Regions from separate parts of the Mus musculus genome. Here all the other regions are linked to region 1. The links are chromatin contacts, called in public Hi-C and HiChIP or PLAC-seq maps. All regions are on one chromosome and are shown on one strand. Each heading gives the region's core, a stretch centred on a gene start, on an enhancer-like site or on the middle of the called end of the contact. The rest is flanking DNA. Distances are from core to core; before and after follow the strand shown.

The links. A called contact is a pair of places that touch in the nucleus more often than the background predicts. HiChIP or PLAC-seq counts read pairs in DNA pulled down with a chosen protein or histone mark.
Region 2: a contact with region 1 is called in an H3K27ac HiChIP or PLAC-seq map of embryonic stem cells, with 2.8 times the contacts expected there. The contact joins two enhancer-like sites. A contact is called at or near these places in 4 of 39 promoter capture datasets (the 3T3-L1 cell line, hippocampal neurons and liver), 4 of 115 datasets of contacts at active chromatin or transcription factors (embryonic stem cells and stem cell-derived neural progenitor cells) and 3 of 9 other capture datasets (adipose tissue, liver and macrophages).
Region 3: a Hi-C map of embryonic stem cells shows a contact between it and region 1, with 2.7 times the contacts expected there. The contact joins two enhancer-like sites. A contact is called at or near these places in 3 of 39 promoter capture datasets (embryonic stem cells, hippocampal neurons and liver), 1 of 484 Hi-C or Micro-C datasets (embryonic stem cells), 2 of 115 datasets of contacts at active chromatin or transcription factors (both in embryonic stem cells) and 4 of 9 other capture datasets (adipose tissue, embryonic stem cells, liver and 1 more).

What each region holds. Positions count from the first base shown.
Region 1 is chr3:18,253,606-18,258,681 of GRCm38.p6, reverse strand. No RefSeq gene overlaps it. Among named protein-coding and RNA genes, the nearest start is that of Cyp7b1, 13 kb to the right of the region's middle. Within about 2 kb of position 1,896, at least 7 of the 459 cell types and tissues checked have an H3K27ac peak or open chromatin away from gene starts, as enhancers often do. A contact at or near this core is called in embryonic stem cells, where this site is marked.
Region 2 is chr3:18,578,605-18,583,680 of GRCm38.p6, reverse strand. No RefSeq gene overlaps it. Among named protein-coding and RNA genes, the nearest start is that of Gm30723, 36 kb to the left of the region's middle. Within about 2 kb of position 2,565, at least 2 of the 459 cell types and tissues checked have an H3K27ac peak or open chromatin away from gene starts, as enhancers often do. A contact at or near this core is called in embryonic stem cells, where this site is marked.
Region 3 is chr3:18,554,459-18,559,534 of GRCm38.p6, reverse strand. No RefSeq gene overlaps it. Among named protein-coding and RNA genes, the nearest start is that of Gm30723, 60 kb to the left of the region's middle. Within about 2 kb of position 2,169, at least 1 of the 459 cell types and tissues checked has an H3K27ac peak or open chromatin away from gene starts, as enhancers often do. A contact at or near this core is called in embryonic stem cells, where this site is marked.

The DNA.
Region 1 (5,076 bases), core at 647-3,146:
ACACAATGATTAATCTCATTGAAATAAAGAACTGATATCCACATTTACAAGAGAATTTGAAATGTTGTGAAATTCTAGGCTTGGGGGAGAATTTTGTTTCCAGAGAAGAATTGGGATGAGTAAGCAGGTTGGAAATATCTTTCCCTGGCGTGAGAAACTTGACACAAGTCGTGTTGCATCATTAAATAGTGTATGTAATGCTATTTTTTCCTCATCATTTTGGTTTTGTATAATAACAGTTTCAGGCTTTTTACTTATTTCTAATCTGGAGGTTTGGATTCTTCTTATTCTTGTTGTTGTTGCTGCTGCTCCTCCTCCTCGTCCTCCTCGTCCTCCTCATCTTCCTCCACCTCCTCTTCCTTGCAATGTTGGGACCTAACATAGAACCTCAGATATACTAAGTAAACAGTCTGCTACCTGCATTCACAGCCTCTGTTTACTTATTCCTTTGGTGTAAATAGAAACAGTCAGTTGATAGAAATCAGAACCAGGAAACTAGAGATATGAAATGTCCTTCAAGATTCCGCTAAGGATCTATAATTGTTTCAGTGGCAATATCTCCCAGTGACTCCTGAATTAAATTGGTTGCTTCCCAGTTCTTCATGCTGTTTGGGAAGGCTTAGGAAGTGCATAGCCTTGCTGGAGGTTTATGTCACAAGAGTGGGTTTTCAGAGCAAAATCTTCCTTCACTTCCAGGTTTCTCTCTGCTGTGTGTCTGGAGTTCAAGGTGTGAGCATTGAGCTTCCTGCTCTAGGTCATGTCCAGTTTGCTGACTTGCTCTCCCACCATGACAGATTCATCCATCTAGAACCTTAAGCCCGATTTAATTTTCCCCTTCAGAACCTGCCTTAGTCATGGGGTTTTATATCAGCAATATAAGAGCAACTAATGTAGGATCCTTTTCTCGAATAATGGATGCAACACAAGATAACAACAGAGACTTTGGAAAATGCAGACAAATATAAACTGTATGTTTGCCTCTCATGTATAACCACCAGCCACTTTTGTATTTGCAATGTTTCCTTCTAGTGTTCCTTATTCCTAACATACAGATTCTTAAAATTCTTCCTCCACTTCAATTGATATAAACCAGATTAAATTATTTATACTTGAGATATGAAAATTTCTCTCTATCCATTTATCTACAAACATAATTTAAAATTGTTTTTAAATTAATCTTAACAATACAATCTTGCTGTATATAATTGAAAACAGCAAAAAATACTGAAGGAACAAAACTTTCAAGAGTTACTTCGAGTTCAAGCACCACATGGCAAACATTGATCACATAATTCTGGTATGTAGTGAGAAAAATCTAACTTTCTTCCCTTTGGTTCTGCCTAAACAAATAGAAGACAACCAGACTTCTTTCACTACAATTCCATTTTCATTTGTTTTCTGTGATTTATCTTTTTTGCAAATCCTCATTTTTCACATTATATAATAATCTATTTAAAATGAGTCAATGATCCAAAACTCCAAAACTGCATAGGAGAAAACATTTCAATATATAGGCATGGGCAATAATTATTTTTTAAAAGGCTTCAGTAGATAGAACACTCCAAAAATAGACAAAAAAAAAAAAAAAAAAAAGGATTCCATGAAAGTATCTTCTGTTGTTTTACACAGTAGAGCAAAGACAACGATCAGGGAATGTCAGAAAATCTTCTTTAGTGTTCTCTCTCTCTCCTCATATATATATATAGAGAGAGAGAGAGGAGACATAATCTAGTAACTTGCCAAATGTTTGTTGTAAGCCCCCAGCCTGAAACAGGCTTTGACCTTGCTGCCACTAAGAAGGAGACCACCTAGGGTGGAGCCTTCATGCCTAGATGGCTCTATTGTTCAGCCACTGCCACTGTTGTCCTTCAAGACACTGCTACCTGCTGAGAGGCCCCTAAGATATTCAGGAGACTACACCCTATCCTGCACTTCATCAACTGCAGCTGGTTCCAGTCTCCAAGAGTGGATTAGTGGGGGATGGGCCTCCCCCCCCCCCCCATGTTACAAGCACAGTTTGCTATTAAACATTTGAGCCTTGATCAGGAACCTTGTCTTGTCTTCCATTTTTCTCTCGACCGCCTAGTTTCTGTCTCTTCAGCCCCAGTTTGCCTCCCAGGAGTAACCCCTGTCCAAGTGAGCTGCGGGATGGCTGCCAACAGTTTGTGTTGTAAGAATTGTCCCCCCTGAATAGCGTAGGGGACATTACCAATATTTACACCTACTTCACAAGGTTTCAACAATAAAACAAAATATGATTTTGCCTAGGAGAAGCAATGACATTATTGGGCTTATACAGCATGAGTGGCACGAAAGAAGACTCTCTCTCTCTCTCTCTCTCTCTCTCTCTCTCTCTCTCTCTCTCTGTGTGTGTGTGTGTGTGTGTATGACAGAGGATTAACATCTATAATATACAAAGAACTCAAAAAATTAAATATCAAAATAATTTAATCAGTAAATGGGCAAATGAAAGGAGAAGGTAGTTTTTCAAAAAGAAAGTAATATTGGAACTAAACACATGAAAAAAAAAAAAAACCCAACAAGAATAAAGCACCCATCTTGCTTAGTAGGGAAATGCAAATCAAACTTAACGCTGAGATCATCACACCTCTGTCAGAATGTTAAACAAATAAACAAAACCAAATGGCCCAGAAAGATGGCTCAGAAGTTAAGAGTTCTTATAGCTCTTCCAGAAGACAGATTTCAGTTTCTAGCACCTACATTTTGATACCTGCAGACACAAAGTTTTCACTCTAACACACACAAATGATATGCATACAAATACACACGCACACATACCTATACACAATAAACACACACACACAAACATGAAAATAGGAAAAGAGAGCCAACTTGGAGAAATGTAGAAAGAACAAAAGAGGATTAAGAGGAGGGAATATGGTTAAAGTATATGATGAAATTTAATGGAATGCTGTTATAAATTACTTTACATAATGAATATATACAACAGAAGCATTTTTAAAGAGGAAAATTGAACTGTGGACATTAGCATTTAATGTTAACTTAAATTAAACTTTTATTAACTTTTATTAACTTCTAATTTTAAAAGGTTGTTTAGATTTGGTCATGATGTACTTCATACCTGGAAATGCCATTCTAAGCCTGATTAATATGGACAGTTAGTACTTGTTAGTAAATATTTTAAGTAAAAACACTACTTATCAATCCACTAGGATTCTATCATGTAATCTAATGATTGAAACACATTTTGATATAGGCATGTGCAGGTGATTAAATCAACGTATGAGCATCACTTCATAGATCTGATAGTCTATATTAACTATATGACATAACCTTATGATATAATCTAGTAACTTGACAAATGTTTATTTTGTAAGAATTCTTTCCTTGGGTACAAAGGGGACATAAAACAATATTTACACCTACCTGACAAGGTTTCAACAATAAAGCAAAAATATGATTTTACTTTGGGGGAACCAGTGACATTATTGGGCTTATACACCATGGGTGGCCCCAAAGAATCCACATTAGCTACTTTTTACATAGCATAGATGATGGCTTTTCTATCACTGTATACATGGAGTGTTTCTTCAATAAACTTTCTCCAGATCACACACTATAGTACCTTCCAGGAGATTCCAAATTCACATGTAATTAAAAAAGAATTGCATATAAATTTGAGTGGTAGGAGTCTCAGGTGAGGATCCAATGACCTTTCTATGAGTGAAGGTCAACAGTCCATAGGCCTAACCCTGAGAGACTCCTGCAAGTGAGCACAGCCAATCTGATAAAGATGTGTATTTTGCTGGGAAGACTGTGTTCAACACCACTCTATTCCTTTCCTTAGCTCCTACATTCTTTCTACTTACCTTTTCTACAATGGTCTCTGAGTATTGTAGGGCATGGTATAAACATCTGACTCTTATCCTCTAACTTTAGGATAGTACTGAGAATCCTCCTGTCAGAAGACATGAGGATCTACATGCAGAGTATGGTGATGTGTCTCACCGGTATTCCTTCTTCCACAAAACTCAAGTGAGAAAAGAGGGTGGTAGAAAAGGAAAACAGAAAGATACCTAATGGACTTTGATAAGTATAATAACACACAGAAATACACACAAATGTTCAGAAAACACATTACCTACCACCCTCTTTTCTTTAGAAAAACAATGCAATAACTTTCGCAACCATAGCTTTTTCTCTGAACTCACAGTACCAGATGCCAAATGTCATTGACTTTACATAGAAAGGGTTTAAAGTCCAATCAGATAATTGGTTTTATTCATAACCATTTGTGTCACTACTGTACTAGTAGGCACATGCTTGGCTATTCTGTAGTTTGGCATGCAGGATCAATAGACAGCTAGGACTTTGGGTCATAATACAACACAATGGCTCCACGACAGAGACCATCTAGTTCTTACATATCACCATTTTTTATGTATCAAAGAAATGTTCTCTAAACACAATGGCAATTGCCTGCCCACCATTATTAATTTTTTTACTTTTTTTACTTTTGTTTTGTTTTGTTTTTGTTTTTTCGAGACAGGGTTTCTCTGTGTAGCCCTGGCTGTCCTGGAACTCACTCTGTAGACCAGGCTGGCCTCGAACTCAGAAATTCACCTGCCTCTGCATTCCAAGTGCTGGGATTAAAGGCGTGTACCACCATGCCTGGCTCACCATTATTAATTTAAAAATGCAGGAGTAAGCTCTTTGCAACCAGATTGATAATGGTTCTTACATATAGACAACAGTGACAATATTCTTTATCATTTTAGGGGCCTGTAGGATGTCTGACACCAATAGTCATTAGGGACCAATAATCATTAGGGTGGTAACAAATTCCTAGCCCTAGGATTCTTGATCAATAAACTTGCAGTTTCTGGAACTACCTGTTTCTAATCTTTCAAGATAGGTTTGTTTACTCTAACACAGGCAAATTTTTCTCCATCACCTTGTATCATCTGTACTTTACCCAACCTGACCCCTGTACCCTTTGCAAATAGATTGCTCATCTTTAACTTTCTTTAAAGATCTATTTTACAATATTTAAGTATCCTGTCATGCTTTTCAGACACACCAGAAGACGGTATC
Region 2 (5,076 bases), core at 1,316-3,815, 320 kb before region 1:
TTCCCTGCTCACGTCAGCATGTCTATTGGCCTTAGCTCATACATAGGCTGCCATGTCTGGTGAGACTCTATGACAGGAGCTTGTGACATTACTAGGAGACACAATCCCCCAACAAACTCCATGATATTCTTGATCTTCCAATGATCATATTCCTTTTGCCACAGTGTACCATGAGCTTTAGCTGAGGGAGATGGTTTTTGGTTTTTTGTTTGTTTGTTTGTTTGTTTTTTGTTTGTTTGTTTGGTTGGGTTTTTTTTTTTTTTTTTTTTTTTTGGTGTAGCTTTAGGAACTGGTCTCCACAACTCTGCATTTTGATTGGTTATGGCTTTATGTAATAGTTTCTATGTCTGTTGCAGAGGGAAGTTTTCTTGATGAGGGCTTAGTACTATACTTATTGGTATAAAAACAAGCATTTATAGTGTAGTTAGAGATTGTTTAATACAATGGTGTTTGTAGGTTCTTCAAGATCTGTGACTTCACTAGTACTTGGTAGTTGGCTAGGTGTTCAGTATTAGGCATGGTTTCTCTTTGTTGAGCAGGTTTTAAGTCTAATTAGGGAGCCTCTGGTTACTGTCAAGATATATCTGCCACTACTGTAGCTTTCGTGTTAGCATGCTAAGATGCTGGTAATTACAGGTGCCTCCAAGCAATGACTTGCCAAATGCCTAAGCAAAACTGAACTTTGCTTCCTAGCCTCCACCAATGCCCTAGGCTTAGAATTCAGGCCAACCCTTGGCTTAGAATTCAGTAAGAATGTTGCCTATTCAGTGACATTCAGAATTGTTTCTAGTATTGTAAGAGAGATAGTGAAAGAAATCAGGCATTAATATCTACTACATAGAGTTAGAAATCTCAGGGCAAGCTTAGCAAGGTACGTTTAGAGTTCTTATTATAGTTATGAATTGCAGACTTCATTACTTATTAGTAGAAAGTCCCCCCCCCCCCAACACTATCACTTAGAATAAAAGCCAAGTTGCTCCCATATACAGAAATTTACAATGGTTTAGGAAGTAGATCGGGCTGTGGTTTTAGAATATTGCATTTTTCATGAGAAGGTTAGCTAGAGCAGAACTCCCTAATTAGAACCATGGCTTAGGCGTAAAAGCCCTTGCCCCAGGAGTGTAAAGACCTCACAGCTGGCTTCTAAGACTATAGCTGACCTTAGATAGGGCTGACTTTATCTCAGTTGTGTTATTGCCCAGCTCCTGCTAGTCTTTGTGTTGCATTCCTCTGTTTTGTGTTAGAGTCATTAAGCATCCAGTAACCTCATGGTACCTTGTCAATGTGTCACCTAACTTCAGTATTTTCTTCTGTATAAAACGTTTGATGCTCAATTTGACATTACATTCAGATCCACACTCCTTCGTGTCCTGTCTGTCACCCCATTTTCAACAACCCTTGCTCACCTGCAACCAGAAACCCATTCGCTAGAGATTGGAGACGCAATAGAGGTTAGTCTGTGGCATACCTTCTGATGCCCTTTTTAGGAAGTGTCTATTATGAGAAAACCAACCATAGAGTTTTCTATTCTACTTTGGATCCAGAAGTTCATAGACTTTCATAAAATGGTCCACACATGATAAATACAGAACACAATGCAAGTGCAATTAACACATGTTGAATGAAACACTTTTAAATTCTTTTGACTTTTAAGAAAAATTCTAATTCTTTTTTTATAATTATTTCTTTTGTTTTTGAGATTATAATATATTTACATCATTCCGTTCTTTAATGGTAGAAGAAGCTTCAGCTGTAAAGTATCACTAATATGACTGCCTAAACATGAACAGAACAAGGACAATAATGGGCATGTCCCAGTAGACTAGGGGAGTGGAGAGCATCTGAGACCTTAACCCTACACAGTAATGAAATAGTTTACCCTTATAGTTCCCATGTAAGCAACTGTAATTTGTGAACCAAATTAGAATTAGCTTTATTTCTTGTTTTGTACTTTATCTTCCTATTTATATTGTCTGAACTTTTAAATATTCCAAGATAAGCTGTTGTGTCTGGCCAGCAGATCACAGGTTTGGGTTCTAGCCTGGAAAGGCATTTTGGAAACCTGGAAGAGAAGAAGGGCTGGGCTGCGAGAGATAAGGAAGGAACCAAGACAAAGCTCTCTGCTCAAGGTTCAATTTTTACTATTCCGGCACTCCGTTATGAAGGAAGGGGGAGGGGCCCGATTCCCGCCAAATAATCTTGGGATCCAGTAGCAGGATGACCACGTGTATGACTCCAAACAGCAAAGTGGCAGGTTCCAGCAGTGGGCATGGCAGAAGGATTGAGTGGGAAGCTCCACCCCTGAGCAAGCAGGTTTCAGGTTGGGGGAGGGGAGACTACATCTCCTCCCTGTTGTTAATAAAAATAAAAAAATAAAATAAAATAAAAAAAGAAAAGGCTGGCCTGAGGCAAAAAATTTATCTATGCTCAATAGTTCTGCCTGACTTCTTAGGGCTAAAGAAAAAAACCTGTCTCCGTGGGATTCCCTATTTCTTATGGTAAACTGCGTCTGGATAAGACTGCCCTTTCTGCCCTTGTAAACAACTAATAGAAAAGCCCTGAGCAGTAGGCTCTGACTTTATAATGCTAATTAGTACTGATTAGGTAACTTCCTAGTTGAATATTAAGTAGGGCGTTGGAACCCTGGCGAAGTTTGACTGAACAAATTTGAAATGCACTTTATCAAGAATAACAATGAGTTGATATTCCTCCGCATTTTTGGATGACAGGAGGGAAACAGGGAGGAGGGGTATGACCGGCTCCATAGTACAAGGCCAATTGGCTTTTTCAGGGTGGGAGGCTGTGAAGGGCTTGTCCTTCCAACAGTATGGTCTCCAACCTTTCTCCCTCACCTCTCCCCATAATTAAGTTTAATAAGGCCACGCTTAACTGAGGTGATCAATAGCTATGTGTCTGTAATGTTGATGATTTACGCTTACAGCTTCTACATGACTGGAGGAAGGCTTCAGATAGATGTGTATATATCGTTCCAGCTTCATGCCAGAAAGTTGGGCTTCTCACCCATTTAATTTTTATTTATTTTTTGATTGGATATTTTCTTTATTTACATTTCAAATGTTTTCCCCTTTCTAGGTCTCCCCTTCAGACCCCTCCATCCCATCCTCCTCCCCCTGCCTCTATGAGGGTGCTCTCCTATGCAACCACTGCCACCCTCCTGCCCTGGCATTCCCCTACACTGGGTCATCAAACACCCTCAGGCTCAAGGGCCTCTCCTCCCACTGATGTCCAACAAGGCCATCCTCTGCCATATATGCAGCTGGAGCCATGGGTTGATCCATGTGTATTCTTTGGTTGGTGGCCCAGTCCCCAGGAGCTCTAGGGGTCTGGCCTGATGTCACTGTTGCTTCTTCCATGGGGATGCAAAATCCTCAGCCCCTTCAGTTTCTGGAGATATATTTTAAAATGTTTACTGATTGAAGATTTGCACATCAGGAAAGTATCATATGTTAAATGAAATATCCACCAAAATTTTATTAATTTGCCCACAGATAGGATGTAAACAAAGTTTGTTTGTTCTCACAATCCTGAGAAAAAATTGTGATGATTATTTCAAGAGCTGGCAAGGTAGCTCAGTGACTAAGGGAATTTGCAGTCATGCCTAACAATGTGAATTCAGTCCCTTGAACCAACATGATAGAAGGAGAAAACTGATTTTCTCAAGTTATTCTCTGCCCCACATATGCACTCAACCCCACACACATACTATCTAAACACAAAATGAGCAAATCCATTTTAGATCTAAAACTAATTTAAATACAGAGAGCATAATAGTTGTTGTATTCCGGTAACCATCAGCTCACTCTGCATCACATACATGTGATGTCACCTGTGCTGGGGTTTCTCGCTCAAGCTCTTAGGTATATCACCATAGTGACTAATCAGTAAGTAGCACTTATATTAGTGAAGTAAAGGCTGTTTGCAGTTGAATGCATGATGCTTCTATTTCCCATATCACATAGAGATAGGAAATACCTGTGTGTTATAACAGTTTTTAAAATAATTGCTTCTTTTCTAATAATTTTTCCCATCAAACCTCTATTGAATTTGATTTTCTTTCTTAATCAGGAGTATTTCTCTTTGTCTATCTTTGTTTTCAAAAGCCTTAATAGCTAGATTAAAATTGAGATTTCTTTTTAATGTGATTCTTTTGAGAATTTGAATATTGACTAAATGTTTCTAAGGAGGTGAAGAAGTCACAAAAATGCTGACCTCAGGAGTAGAGGTCTGTGTTTAGGTAGAGCAAGGTGTAGAAGGTACTCTGGCAGGACATTGTCTCATAGACCACTTCAAATTAGGTACCTATGGTGGCACAATTAGACAGTCAGTGGGTGCCTAAAGTAGTATGCTTTGTAAGTGAAGTGTGAGATGTCCACAGATCCCTGGGGACAATGGTCTATATGGATTAAGTCAACAGTTGTGGCCTGTTGTGCTAAGGGACAAGGGCAGACTGGACAGTTTCCTCTCAAACATCAAGACCTAGTAAATCTGGAAGGATCTTGGCCATAAGGAATCTAGCTATGTCTCTTGGCCCTAAACTTCAGCCAAAGTCACCAGAAGAATAAAAGCTGCTAAGCAAACAAAGATTGTCTGATGGAGTCCAAAGAAATTACAGAGAATATCACGAAGTTCCTATATTTTCATTCAAACTCTCATTCTTTCCTGGGAACAGGTCAAGTTTCTCTGGAGGAGGCTGGTGGAAAAGGGGCTGAGGGTAGGAGTTGGAAAGAGTACCATTAGTTAGATGCAAAGACAATTGAGTTTGGTGAATCAGCCTAGGAAGGTTTTAACATATTGGAATAAATTTGCTACATAGTGAGGTGTAAAAAGTGGAAGGCAATTCCAAAGGAAGACATGAGCTAATGTGTATATTTAGCTTTGTTTTTTTAATGCAGATTTCCATTTACTCGACTTAGGATTCATATTGGTGTTTGATTTACAACTGTATTATTGTCACTAGATAGACAATAATTTTGCATTCTCTTCTCATGTTCTTTCTTGGGTGACTTTCTGTTCACCATACCAAACATCTTCCTTCTCTTTTCTGTCTTCTGAGTG
Region 3 (5,076 bases), core at 920-3,419, 300 kb before region 1:
GAGGTGCAACACCCACTCTCCTAAAGGCTTCAGCATACAGTGAGGGGCAAGTCCAGTTATTCTCAGCCCCTGGACATTCCCATGATCCCTGGTGGCTTCCCCAAACAAGGACATCCCCACATCCTCTAGTGGGAATGTGAGCCGTGGACATCGACACTGACCTCCCTGCTGCTGCGTAGCCAGGAACTCAGACACAGTGCCAACACAGTCTGGGACCTCACCTTAGCCCCAGAGGGTGGGCCTGGCCACTCATAGCAAGCTACTCCTCTCCACCCTCAAGTTCTTTTTCCATCTTTCTTCACAATGCTCAAGCTACTCCTCTTCTCTTTCTCTTCTATCTGACCACAATATCCTGCTGCCTGCTGGCCACATGGCTGATGGATCCTTGGGCAACATCCTCCATTTATTCTGTGTAGCAAAGCGGCAAGTGAGAGTCTATGGCCTACTTGTGCCATGCAATTGAGGGCAGGTCTGTGGGTAACAAGGTTGTCCACAGGTCTCTTTCTATTTTACTCCTCCTGTGATGTGCTACCTAGATTTGATTTGATTAATTTATTTTGATTTGACTTTTATGAATCCTAGACATAAGACAGCTTATCCATCTAGCTAGGCATCACACTAGGATGAACAAAGGACTGTCATCTGCTCTGCCACTGACAGAAATAAGAACACGACCAGCAACAAGGTATCTCTATGCTCATTGCTGGGGGTGTGGTTTTAACTATTTTTGTTTTTCATACATTTTGAAATCTATGAAACCTGTGGCTCTACTGTAATGATCCCTTGGGAACATCATACTAACACACACACACACACACACACACACACACACACACACACGCACACACACGCACACACACACATACACACACCCCTATGGTAAACTTTGTGTCTCCTAAAGATCACATATTACTTTTACTTAATTGTCTTATTTAGTGACTGTCTTAGTTAGGGTTTTACTGCTGTGAACAGACACCATGACCAAGGCAAATCTTATAAAAAACAACATTTAATTGGGGCTGGCTTATAGGTTCAGAGGTTCAGTCCATTATCATCAAGGTGGGAGCATGGCAGTATCCAGACAAGCATGGTGCAGAAGGGGCTGAGAGTTCTATGTCTTCATCCAAAGGTGGCTAGTGGAAGACTGACTTCCAGGCAACTACGGTGAGGATCTTATGCCCACACCCACAGTGACACACCCATTCCAACCAGATCATACCTATTCCAACAAGGCCACACCTCCAGATGGTACCACTCCCTAGTCCAAGGATTTACAAACCATCACAGTGACCTTCTCCTGTAGATGTATTTTGGGTATCAGTTTTATATGTAATGTTGTCTTTGGTTTTAGGAGGCCAATGTGAGCTCATTGCTCTGTAGCTTCCTTGGCTTTAATTCATGAGCATGGGTGTAGTATATACACTGTTGGAGTCGGGTAGACTCACTCTTTAAGTTGTTCAGGCAAGTATGGTATAGACAGCAATAGCTAGGGAGTTCTGATTGTGGCCGGGGCTCCTGTAATGAACAAAGTAGCTCTTACTGTGTGAAGGGAGTTTCTTCAGGTATTATTTGTTTCCAGTGAATACATATTTCAAGACAGGTAGGTAGTTGAATAGACAGATAATAAAACCTTGGCAATGTACAAATATGCAATACCAAAAACTTTATAAATGCATTTATTATTTTCCTCCAATCTCATAATTGAATAGCCCAACAATATTGCAAACATCATATCCAGTGAAATGGCCTATAAAACATCTATCTAAACTATAGAAAGACACAATCCATCTCTAGAATTGATTGCTATTCAAAGCCAAATTGACTTTTCTAGTTGTGGGAAAGTTAGCAGGATGGATACAGATATGGATGGCATTGCTGATATCGTCAGGATCCTTCCAGTTTCCACCTGCCCTGGGAGCTGATCCTGTGACACAATACACCAAAACAGACAGGAGATAGTCAGTTTTGCAGGAGTGCTGACAAATCTGAGAGCACAGGTAAGACCACCACTTCTGCTCAAATTCCTATGCCAAGAGGGACCCACCAGAGGCATCAGGACACAGGAACAAAGGAAGAGCCAGGAACAGGATTTTTCTGGTTTCTGTCTGACCCAGAGCTGACCCCATGCCACAGCTCTTCATACCCAAATTCCTCCCAGAGACAACTGGTCTCCCAGGAGTACTGACACACAGGCTTGCAGGAGAGAAAAGGCACAGTCAGAGACAGCAAGACTAACTAACAGAAGAGATAACTAGATGACAAGAGGCAAGGACAAGAACATAAGTAACAGAAACCAAGGCTACGTGGCATGATCAGAACCCGGTTCTCCCACCACAGTGAGCCAGGGATACCCCCAACACACCAGAAAAACAAGACTCTGATTTAAAGTCATATCTCCTGATAACGATAGAGGACTGAAAGAAATACATAAGTAACTCCCTTAAAGAAACACAGGAGGCCCTTCCGCTCGACTCGAGACTCGAGCCCCGGGCTACCTTGACAGCAGAGTCTTGCCCAACACCCGCAAGGGCCCACACGGGACTCCCCACGGGACCCTAAGACCTCTGGTGAGTGGATCACAGTGCCTGCCCCAATCCAATCGCGCAGAACTTGAGACTGCGGTACATAGGGAAGCAGGCTACCCGGGCCTGATCTGGGGCACAAGTCCCTTCCGCTCGACTCGAGACTCGAGCCCCGGGCTACCTTGCCAGCAGAGTCTTGCCCAACACCCGCAAGGGTCCACACGGGACTCCCCACGGGACCCTAAGACCTCTGGTGAGTGGATCACAGTGCCTGCCCCAATCCAATCGCGCGGAACTTGAGACTGCGGTACATAGGGAAGCAGGCTACCCGGGCCTGATCTGGGGCACAAGTCCCTTCCGCTTGACTCGTGACTCGAGCCCCGGGCTACCTTGCCAGCAGAGTCTTGCCCAACACCCGCAAGGGTCCACACAGGACTCCCCACGGGACCCTAAGACCTCTGGTGAGTGGATCACAGTGCCTGCCCCAATCCAATCGCGCGGAACTCGAGACTGCGGTACATAGGGAAGCAGGCTACCCGGGCCTGATCTGGGGCACAAGTCCCTTCCGCTCGACTCGAGACTCGAGCCCCGGGCTACCTTGACAGCAGAGTCTTGCCCAACACCCGCAAGGGCCCACACGGGACTCCCCACGGGACCCTAAGACCTCTGGTGAGTGGAACACAGCGCCTACCCCAATCCAATCGCGTGGAACTTGAGACTGCGGTACATAGGGAAGCAGGCTACCCGGGCCTGATCTGGGGCACAAGTCCCTTCCGCTCGACTCGTGACTCGAGCCCCGGGCTACCTTGCCAGCAGAGTCTTGCCCAACACCCGCAAGGGTCCACACAGGACTCCGCACGGGACCCTAAGACCTCTGGTGAGTGGATCACAGTGCCTGCCCCAATCCAATCGCGCGGAACTCGAGACTGCGGTACATAGGGAAGCAGGCTACCCGGGCCTGATCTGGGGCACAAGTCCCTTCCGCTCGACTCGAGACTCGAGCCCCGGGCTACCTTGCCAGCAGAGTCTTGCCCAACACCTGCAAGGGTCCACACGGGACTCCCCACGGGACCCTAAGACCTCTGGTGAGTGGATCACAGTGCCTGCCCCAATCCAATCGCGCGGAACTTGAGACTGCGGTACATAGGGAAGCAGGCTACCCGGGCCTGATCTGGGGCACAAGTCCCTTCCGCTCGACTCGTGACTCGAGCCCCGGGCTACCTTGCCAGCAGAGTCTTGCCCAACACCCGCAAGGGTCCACACAGGACTCCGCACGGGACCCTAAGACCTCTGGTGAGTGGATCACAGTGCCTGCCCCAATCCAATCGCGCGGAACTCGAGACTGCGGTACATAGGGAAGCAGGCTACCCGGGCCTGATCTGGGGCACAAGTCCCTTCCGCTCGACTCGAGACTCGAGCCCCGGGCTACCTTGACAGCAGAGTCTTGCCCAACACACGCAAGGGCCCACACGGGACTCCCCATGGGACCCTAAGACCTCTGGTGAGTGGAACACAGCGCCTACCCCAATCCAATCGCGTGGAACTTGAGACTGCGGTACATAGGGAAGCAGGCTACCCGGGCTTGATCTGGGGCACAAACCCCTTCCACTCCACTCGAGCCCCGGCTACCTTGCCAGCTGAGTCGCCTGACACCCGCAAGGGCCCACACAGGATTCCACACGTGATCCTAAGACCTCTAGTGAGTGGAACACAACTTCTGCCAGGAGTCTGGTTCGAACACCAGATATCTGGGTACCTGCCTTGCAAGAAGAGAGCTTGCCTGCAGAGAATACTCTGCCCACTGAAACTAAGGAGAGTGCTACCCTCCAGGTCTGCTCATAGAGGCTAACAGAGTCACCTGAAGAACAAGCTCTTAACAGTGACAACTAAAACAGCTAGCTTCAGAGATTACCAGATGGCGAAAGGCAAACGTAAGAATCCTACTAACAGAAATCAAGACCACTCACCATCATCAGAACGCAGCACTCCCACCCCACCTAGTCCTGGGCACCCCAACACAACCGAAAATCTAGACCCAGATTTAAAAACATTTCTCATGATGATGATAGAGGACATCAAGAAGGACTTTCATAAGTCACTTAAAGATTTACAGGAGAGCACTGCTAAAGAGTTACAGGCTCTTAAAGAAAAGCAGGAAAACACAGCCAAACAGGTGATGGAAATGAACAAAACCATACTAGAACTAAAAGGGGAAGTAGACACAATAAAGAAAACCCAAAGCGAGGCAACGCTGGAGATAGAAACCCTAGGAAAGAGATCTGGAACCATAGATGTGAGCATCAGCAACAGAATACAAGAAATGGAAGAGAGAATCTCAGGTGCAGAAGATTCCATAGAGAACATCGACACAACAGTCAAAGAAAATACAAAATGCAAAAGGATCCTAACTCAAAACATCCAGGTAATCCAGGACACAATGAGAAGACCAAACCTACGGATAATAGGAATTGATGAGAATGAAGATTTTCAACTTAAAGGGCCAGCTAATATCTTCAACAAAATAATAGAAGAAAACTTCCCAAACATAAAAAAA